Regions from separate parts of the Mus musculus genome. Here region 1 is linked to region 2. A link is a contact called in public promoter capture Hi-C data. All regions are on one chromosome and are shown on one strand. The core of a region is the stretch at or near the end of the contact, and the rest is flanking DNA. Distances in the headings are between cores, read along the strand shown. Region 1 holds the start of Kcnk4 (potassium channel, subfamily K, member 4). Region 2 has its middle 9.8 kb from the start of Mir5046.

The links. Promoter capture Hi-C pulls out the DNA fragments that hold promoters and counts their contacts.
Region 1: a promoter capture Hi-C map of embryonic stem cells shows a contact between it and region 2, with 10 read pairs. A contact is called at or near these places in 2 of 39 promoter capture datasets (the C10 cell line and embryonic stem cells), 3 of 130 datasets of targeted methods (bone marrow-derived macrophages, embryonic stem cells and trophoblast stem cells) and 2 of 9 other capture datasets (adipose tissue and liver).

What each region holds. Positions count from the first base shown.
Region 1 is chr19:6,931,303-6,935,917 of GRCm38.p6, forward strand. Kcnk4 (potassium channel, subfamily K, member 4) reads right to left here and starts at 3,213. Exons shown (of 7, transcript NM_008431.3): 1 at 3,046-3,213; 2 at 1,401-1,666. The coding sequence starts at 1,589.
Region 2 is chr19:6,817,827-6,822,530 of GRCm38.p6, forward strand. No RefSeq gene overlaps it. Among named protein-coding and RNA genes, the nearest start is that of Mir5046, 9.8 kb to the right of the region's middle.

The DNA.
Region 1 (4,615 bases), core at 1,963-4,462, 120 kb after region 2:
TGCCTTGGATGTGACACCTTCCAGAGAAGTTCCACCCACTGTTTGTGCCGCTGCCCGCCCCCCCCCCCCCCCAGAACTCATAGGTGTACAATTGCCACAGGACTCATTCATTCTGGGAGTGGCTCCAGGAAGAGAAGCAAGGCATCAGCTGTCCACCCTGCCGGGTCGTCCCCGCCCCCCCCCCCTTTTTCTTATTTCTTATCCCAGAATAAAGCAATTCCAGTGTGGAGATAAATAGGCCAGACTCCCTCCCTCTGCCCTGTGGTCTGGCCAGGCGCAGCACTTTCCACCCAGGCACTTCTGAGCAGAGCTTGCCCTGATTTTTGGAAGTGGGAGAGACACATCTCTCCAGCCTCGTCGCACTGGAGCCACCAGCTGGGGTGCTGAAGCTTACATGCAGACTCTCCACAAAGGACAGTCAGGGACCCAGGGGCACTCTTCTGTCAAGTGAGAAATACTAATTTATTAAGGTTAAGCCTGAGCAATCCAAAGCAGTGACTGAGAGATGCTCGCTAACTGGACCCATGAAGGCAGAAGCTCAGAGCTTCCCTTAGTGACTGGATGCAGACAGATCAAAAGTAGCCTGGGAAAGCCAGCCGCCCCCACCCCTTCCCACTCGCTTGACTGGTGAGCATGAGTCCTGGGGAGGAGGGACCCTGAACTGACATTCACAATGGTATGAACGGAAACCCTCTAAAATCATCTGTACTTGTTTATGTGCAAACTTGGGAACACAGGGGGAGGTGAGCTGTATTCTTGGGTTCCTCTAAAACATCTGAACTCAAAAAATGCATAGAACTATGTGGGAGGAGCAGCCAACTTTAGCAAGTAAAAACTCTGCAGGGAACCAGGTGTGGTTGCTCAAGCCTATAATCCCAGAGCTCTGGAGGCTGAGGCAAGACAAGACCCAGAGTTCAAGGTCAGTTTGTGCAACACAAAAAGTGAGTGCCAGGCCAGTCAGGACTACATAACAACCTCCTATCTCAAAAAACCAAAAATCATTACTAGGGTTATATTTAAATTCAGCTGTTTAGCTGAGAATCACCTGTGACTAAGCATCCAAGATTTGGCCTGGTGAGCTAATGATGTTGGAGCTGTGCAAATACCGCATCCCATGTGCTCCACCCATTCACTCGCTAACTCCATTCAGTAACTGTTCATTCTTCCTTCCTCCCTTCCACCATCACCCAGGGAAGGGGACATCCCAGGGGCACAGCCTGGTGCTAGCAAAGACAAGTGACAACAGCACAGCCGGCCGGCATATTAAAAACAAACACTTGGGTCCTAGCTCCTGCCCTGCACTCCCAGAGATGTAGCAGGACCTACCCTGTCCTCAGAGATACATGTCTGGAAGCAGCACCCCGAGCAGGACTCCACTCTAACCAACTCTGCCAACCCACCTTGATGAAATCCTCCAGGCTCTTCTGGCTCACACAGGGATGGTCCCTCAGAAACTGGTCTCGGCCATGATCCATTTTCTTCTGAGCCTGCTGCTCGTGAGGCTGCTCCAGAGCCTGGAACACTAGAGCCCCAGATACCAAGTAAAGCAGCACCAGTGCCAGCAGAGCCAGGAGTGTGGTGCTGCGCATGGTCCTTCCAGAGGCAGGTCCAGCTCCACTTCCTGCCTGGGAAGAAGGAGCAGGGAGCTCCTGGGGAGCAGTGGTCACTGCAGGCCAAACCAAGGATTATGGGGTCACGAAGAGATCCATACATCCACACCCTCCTTCTCTAGATTAGACTCCCCAAAGTTTTTGAGCCCCTAGCTTTATTATCCATAGATGTAACCCCCACACAGCCTCTGGTTCCAGGTACTAACACCTAGGCCCCCACCTCCAGCCTCCCTCTTACCTCCGGAGCCTAGCCATCAGGAGAGTGGGATAAAGAAGAAAACACTAAGCCAGGCAGGGTGAGTGAGAAAATGGGGGACTTGTGAGGCATTAGGGTGCCTGCCTTGGAGAAGACCAAAGGAAGACTAGGGAGTTCCAGGGGAAATAGGAAGAGGCTGGAGCCTGCAGAACTGGAGACAGGAATAGCAGGTCCATACTTGGCTCTCTCAGTGCGGCTGTGGCAGCCTCCTCAGATGCATCTGTCCCCTCCTGCCTTCCAGCCTAGCAGGGATCAACCGGGCGGGGATCTTCCAGGGTCCCCACCCGCCCGCTGGGCTTTCGAGGAACCCCAAGGCGGATCTGGCTGCAGGGTATAGGCAAGGCCCAGAGCCAGGGAAAGGAAAAGTGGGCACAAAGTTCCCAGAAGAAGCAAGGCACAGGGTGGGAAGGGCAGCACGGATACAGCAGCCCACGGGACAGCTGTCACTTAGGGGGCAGCGGGAGATGGCAGGCACACACACACATACATATACACAGTCTGCTACATGTGCCACAAAGATCTTTGAGCCACATTCCATTCTGCAGCTCTAGCCGCGCGCTGCCCAGGCTGCAGGCATAGCACTGCACCACGCTCCGGCAGACCCTGGCACAACTAACCACCATGGGCGTGCCCGCAGGGCCGAGCTACCCTAGAGGTCCACGCGCACGAATGCGCGCGCTCGCGTACACACACACACAGATACACACACGGAACCCGTGTGACACCGCACGCCAGCCGCTTGCTCCCACCACCTCCCCCGCGTCCTTACGCCGACGCCTCCGAGCGTGACCGGCGACGGGACGCACGGTCACACCACTCGAGGAAGGCATCCACGCGCGGGAAGTGTCCCGCCCTGCCGGTTTCTCCCAGCTCCCAGGGCCTGAGATCCAGCCCACATTCCCGCGCCTGCTCCGCACTTACTGTCTGCCCACTCTGTGGCTGCGGCTTTGGCTGCGGCCAGGTCTCCCGCGCCGCCTCGAGGGTGTGCGGGCTGAGCCAAGGAGGTGCCGGCGGCAGCCCAGAGACCGAGCCGCCGGCGGCCGTCTGACTAGGACCCCCCTCCTCCCGCCCTCAAAAGCCCCCTCCTTGGGAGCTTAACCCTACCAGAGCTGCGTCTCCCTACGTGCCGCACCCTCGCCACCGGCTCTCGCCACCAACCGCCTTGAACCCAGCCCTTACCTGCACCTGCAGCCTCTGGGCTCCCCAATGCTGTCTTGTCCAGGCCAGTGAGTGGCAGAAGACTCAGAGAAGGGTCGACGTGAAGTCCAACCTTCCAGGCTGGGATTGGGGCCCCAACGCTGCCCTAACCTGGACATCAGCTGGCCCGGGGCTCAGGACAGCCGCCACACTCATCTCCTGGAATCTTCTAGGTCTATTACTGGACTGGGAAGAGCCTTCGTTTCTCCGCCCATGAGGATAGTCTGGGCCTTGGGCTCAGCACTTGTGAGGGAGAGGCCCCCAGGGAGAAGAGGGTATGTGGGGGTGGAAGACGGGGAGCTCTCTTTGAGGCCACCTGGATTTAACCAGCTGAATGGGTTGGGTCCTAGTTCTAGGAAGTCACTGATAGAGCACCTCTTGCTCAGGCTGCATTCCCATCTCTGATCCTCCAGGCCCTGGGGTCACCCCCCCCCCCCAACCATCTGCTGCCTGACAATTCCAGCAGAAAGAGTGCTAGCATTTTCTGAACAGCTAAAGCCGGGTCCTCTTCTGTCTTTATCCTTCTTTCTTCTTCTTTATATCCTTTTTTTTTTTTTTTTTTTTTTGGTTTCTCGAGACATTTCTTTACTGATTTCCACAAAATCTCTCCTGTAGCGTTCAGAGATCCCATGCTATTGTGGTCAGTACTTTTGTTGTTGGGATGTTTTGCTTTGTTTTGAGACAGGGTTTCTCTGTGTACTCCTGGCTGTCTTGTAGACTAGGATGGTCTCAAATTCAGAGATCCACCTGCTTTGCCTCCAGAGTGCTGGGATTAAAGGTGTGCCCTACCATTACTGGGTTTTGTGGTAATTGTCAGTATGTTTAAGTGACCACCCAGATGATAGGGGGTCAGGGTGAGTTACCAAACTCCCTAGTTCCCACTTACAGTAAAAGGGTGATTACTTAACTCTGGGTGCTGATTTTGAGTATTTAGGAAGTCAGTATTTGGGGGCTGGAGAGATGGCTCCGTCTTTAAGAGCACTGGCTCTTCTTCCAGAAGACCAGAGTTCAGTTCCCAGCACCCACTACTGTCTGGGACACCCTCACACAGACATACATGTAGGCAAACCACCAATGCCTGTGCACACATACAAAGTCAGTGGTTTTTACTTTGGTTCTTTCTCTTTTTTTCGTTGTTATTTGTTTGTTTTTGGAGCCTTAGCTGTCCTGAAACTTGCTCTCTAGTTCAGGCTGACCTCAAATTCACAGAGACCCACCTTTCTCTGCCCCTCAAATGCTGAATTAAGGGCATGAACCACCACTGCCCAGCTGAGGTCAGCGTTTATAAATGCTTAAAGCCTAGCACACAGAATTAAGTGCCCTAAAAATGTTAGCAATTCTGCTTCCATCCGAAAGTGATTGTCCAGCTTACTGCTGAAGTCTGAGCCTCTGCTGTTCTCTCTGGAGACCTTGTAGACCTGGCTCCAGGAGAGTCCCAAAGAAAGAATTTCAAGGCAGACTTACTGCTAGGCTGAGATCTCAAAGGAGCTAGAATCACCAGGTTTATAGACAGGAGTCACAGGCTCTAATAATCAATCCTGAGCCACAGGGC
Region 2 (4,704 bases), core at 430-2,929:
ACTTAGATTGCATTGCTGAGCTTCGCCTGTGGTGACTTCATAGAGAGAAACCGGACAGAGAACTTCTCTCGAGGTTCTTGCAGCTTCCACGGACTTGAGCAGATTGGCCAGTCTCGACGTTTCTTCTGGATTGAACTGACCTTGCAGATTCATGTGTGGTGTCTGCTGGGCAACTGGGCTGCAGCTGCTGATTCAACGAAGATTGGAATCACCCCAGAGAACTATTTCTAAACAGATCCACTTCCCCTGTATCCTAATAACCTTTCTTTTCCACTACCTCTGGTGGGTGCTGGGCTAATGGGGAGGTTGAACCCTTATTAAAGTAGGCTATAAAAAAGTACACCTAACAGGTGGCCCAGCCTGTGATCTCAGGACCTGGGCAGAAAGTTTGAGGCCAGCCTGGGCTATGCACAGCAAGATCTTGCTTTCACTCAGACCCCTAAAAATAGAAAGGAAGAGGAGGAGGAGAAGAAGAAGAGGGAGGGAAGGAGGGAGGGGGGGGATGGAAGGAGGAGGCAACATTGTAGCAAACGCCTGTAATCCCAGCATTTGGGAAGCAGAGCCTGAAGGCCACAGTCTGGTCTGCAGGAGGCCCTGTCTCTCAGAAAGAAACAAAGAAGAAAGAGAGAGTAGAAAAGAGATGACTGTGTTTTAAACTCCACTTGGTATGATTACTTATTCAATCAGCAAACAGGAGATGCTGCACCTCAGGGACCTCACGTGTCGGACTCCTCTTCATTTGTGACTAGAGACAAGCTCCCAAGACAGTGACTGTCTGATAAAAACCTGCACCACGGACAAACTAGACAGCTAAAAGGAAAGTGGCTGGAGCAGGAAGGGGGTTACCTTTTCTGCCTTAAAAAAGGAACTGCAGGGGCTGTAGAGATGGCAGAACTCCTAAACGCGTGCCCGCATTATCTAGTGCTCTTGCTGAGGACCTCAGTTCTGACCCCAGCACCCACGCTGGGAGGCCCATGATCATCTGACCATCTCAGAGGATGGCACCCATCTTCCAACCACCACAGACACAATGAACACACACAATTTTTAAAAAATAAGTCCCAAAAGTCCTGGTGGAGGGTTGAGGCAGGAGCATGGCTCCCATCAGTGTATCTGGTCCCTTCTCTCCCTGCCATCATTCACAGGAGGTTCCCATCTTTTAAGTCACCTCCTGATTCCAAGCTCCCATGCCAGGCAGTGGAGGGTAAGAAACGAGATAATTCCCCAACACACAGCCCCCGCTCCCACCTTCCCGCTGACTGGGCTTCTGCAGGAATCTTGCCAGCTACGGCCACCACCTCTACCACATCCCAGCCCTCTGCTTAAGTCACATTGGCCTCTTCTGAGCAGGGGAGGGGGGCGTTGTAAGACTTCACGGTTCAGCTCTCTAGGCTTTCTGTAGCTAAAACCAAGGGTGTGGCTATTGGCCGTGGCAAGAGCAACTCCCTCCTACCCCCTCCCCCCTCCACTCCCTGCCACCCCTCCACACACCCACTTCTGACTGCTGAATGAAGGGCAGGCCTGAGAGCTACAGGAAGCTTCTCACGGATAATGTGGGCCCTCTGCAAGAAAAGGACGCAGCCTGGATACTGTCCAGAAAGCTCAAAAGACGTGCCTCCTTCCTGGGACTTGCTGCAACAAGTTCGCCGCCATCTTGCACCACTGAGAGGGTATAAAAAAGTACAGAGTTGCTTCACACTTATGCCTGTACTGGGGCCCAAGCAAGCTAACATCAAAGTGGTCTCATTTATTCCTTGTCTTTCTCCAGCAAAGCATTCTGGGAAATCGGGACAAAATGATAACTGCCAAGGTTACCATACAGGCTGCTTGCTTGCTTGCTTTTTTCTTTCTTTCTTCTTCTTCTTCTTCCTTTTGAGATAAGGTTTTTCTGTGTAGTCTTGGCTGACCTGAAACTCACTCTGTAGACCAGGTTGGCCTCAAACTCACAGAGATCTGCCAGCCTCTGTGTCCTGAGTGCTGGGAATCGAGGTGTGTGCCACCACACCTGGCAACACAGGCTGCTGTCAAAACAATAATGAAATAATTCTCTATGCCTTAGTTTGCCAAAAAATTGTAAAGCTGGGCTCTGTGTATAGCTGGGCTCATGTGTAGCCCTGGTTACTTGAGAGGCTGAGACAGAAGGCTGGTTTGAGTCCAGGAGTTCAAGATTTGTCTGTACTACACAATGAGACCCCCAGATCAATAAATCAATGAATCAATTTAAAAAAAAAATAACTTCATGGAACCAGAGGTGATGGATCAGTATTTCCGCTCTTCTCTCTCCCAGTGTGATATCATCTAGGTATGCAGGAATGGGTGTGTTTTCTCTCCTAATTAGAGAATTAAAAGGCAGGAAAAATTTGAAAGTCAAACAAAGCCAAAGTTTATTTAAAAGGAACAATTTAAAAAGAAACACCCCAGAGCAGGAAATCTCAGTGGCTGCCTGGAGGAGGAGGGAGAAGAAGAGGAAGAGGAGGAAGAGGAGGAGGAGGAGGAGGAGGAGGAGGAGGAGGAGGAGGAGGAGGAGGAAAAATCCATGCTACTTGAGTTAAGCCAGAAAGGAGGCTGTTTTGAGGCAGACAAGCAGCTAGCAGTGGGGCAGGGAGGGAATTTAAAGAAAGAGAGAGAGAGCCTAAGTACCAGAGATTACACATTTATGTTCTAGAGGTATCTAAAGAAAGAGACAGGAAAAGGGAACCTTACAGCTTTCTGAATCAGGACTCAGTAAGGAGGACAGACCCAGCTGAACTTCCTGGCCTTAGTAGGGACCGCAACAGAAGGCAGGGATTCTAGGAAAGAAAGCACGGTATCTCATTAAAGGGATAATTATTCCACCCATCTCTCAGCCTGCCTGCCTTGGAGTGGGACGGGTGATTGACTGGCCCAACTGGACTAACGATGTTTTAGGTAGCTTGGAATGCTCTGTCTCCGCCCAAGCCAGACATGTCCTAGGCTTTTGCTGTGTCAGCCCATCTCTGAAGAGGTAACCCTAAAATCATTTGGAGGTAAGCTGAAACAGGGGAGGGGAGGCTCTAGCCCATTTTAGCCCATTTTAGCCCATTTTCACTATGGAAATCTCAGGATTTGGTTCTGCAGTTGTTTGCCAAAAGAGAACATTGTCTGCTGGAATTCCAGTCCACGCCCTGCAGCTCGGCTCCTGGCAGGAGTGGCGACTTTGAGGAGGGATGAGGACCTGGGACTCTCTGGTAGCATTCCTGGCCGGATCACTAAGGAGGGTTCTAGGTGCTGCTTCTGTGGATCCTGCCCTAGCTGTCTGTCCAGTTTCCACTTCTTGTTTGCATTGCGTGCTCCTGCCTTAGAACGAAAGACGCAAATTCCATTCTTCCTTTGTTGTGTGCGTGCCTGCACTGGAGTTTCCAGGGTCCTGTCCTCCCATGCTGGTCCCAGGGTTCAAACTCAGCCTTTACCCACCAGACCAGACCACCTTGTTGGCATAAGGAAGTGATTTTGAAGGGACCACTTTGATTTCCCATTCTTCTCTTTACTTTCTTTTTGTTGTTGTGGTTTTGTTTGTTTGTTTGTTTGTTTTGAGGCAGGGTTTCTCTGTGTAGCCCTGGCTGTCCTGGAACTCACTTTGTAGACCAGGCTGGCCTCGAACTCCGAAATCTGCCTGCCTCTGCCTCCTGAGTGCTGGGATTAAAGGCGTGCACCACCATGCCCGGCAGCTCTTTACTTTCTGTTTAGCTTGGGTTACTTAATCTGTTGTGTGGTGAGGTGCCAGACTCTCAAGCCCGTGTGGTAGAGGCAGAGGTGAAGAGGTGAGTGTCTTTGTGAGTTCAAGGACAACTAGTCTACATAGTGAGTTCAGGCTAGGCAGGGTTACATAATGAGACCACTTCAAAAGCTAAAAAGGAAAAGTCGATTACGCTCTTTAGCCAGTTCATTACACCTTCCTCCTTTGGCACACATGCTCAGCTGGTACCCACCGGGACGCTCTGATCCTCCTCAGAATCTTCCGCTTCTTGTCCATCTCTTCTTTGTAGCATTTGCTCTTTCTCTCTGAAGCATTTTTTTCCCCCACCACCCAGTTCCCAGTTGCTCGGGGACACAATCTTCACATTGAGATCCTGAGTTGCTGATCAGAATGGAAGGCTGAGCTAAGATGAGCGACGAGGCAATGTCACATGCTGACTGATGGGATGTACTTCAACTAGACAGCCAGCCAAGCCAGCAAGTCTCCACTGCTTCAGGCTACGCCGAGTCAGAGCAATAACCAGGCCCACAGTGCAGCCGAGCCGAACTGTGTAATAAAGGAAAGTAAACGGCCGCAGAAACCTCTGCAAGGCAAGGGTAACTAACTCTGAGAGGCGGGATTAAGCCAGGGAGGTGAAGGGGCTTGTAGCCTCTGCTGCTGCTGCTGCTGCTGCTGTGTGACTCTGGACATTGTGTGCAGCCTTTCTAAGCCTTGTTTTCAGATAGTAACAGCTCCATTCCTTAACTGGAGTTACCTTGGGTGACTAATAGCAACCTTTGAATTCAGATCTGTGTGACACCCAAGCTGACACATTGACTGTTGGGCTCCATGGCCAGGTTCCCCCAAAGTCACTGTACCTGGAGCGTGATTCCTCTCTCTCATACAACTCCAGACATTTCCCCTAACTTGGCTCTACAGAGGCAGAAAGAATATTCTACCTCTGCCCCAGAGTGAGGTGGGATGAAGACCCTAGGAGATGAGGAGTTTGG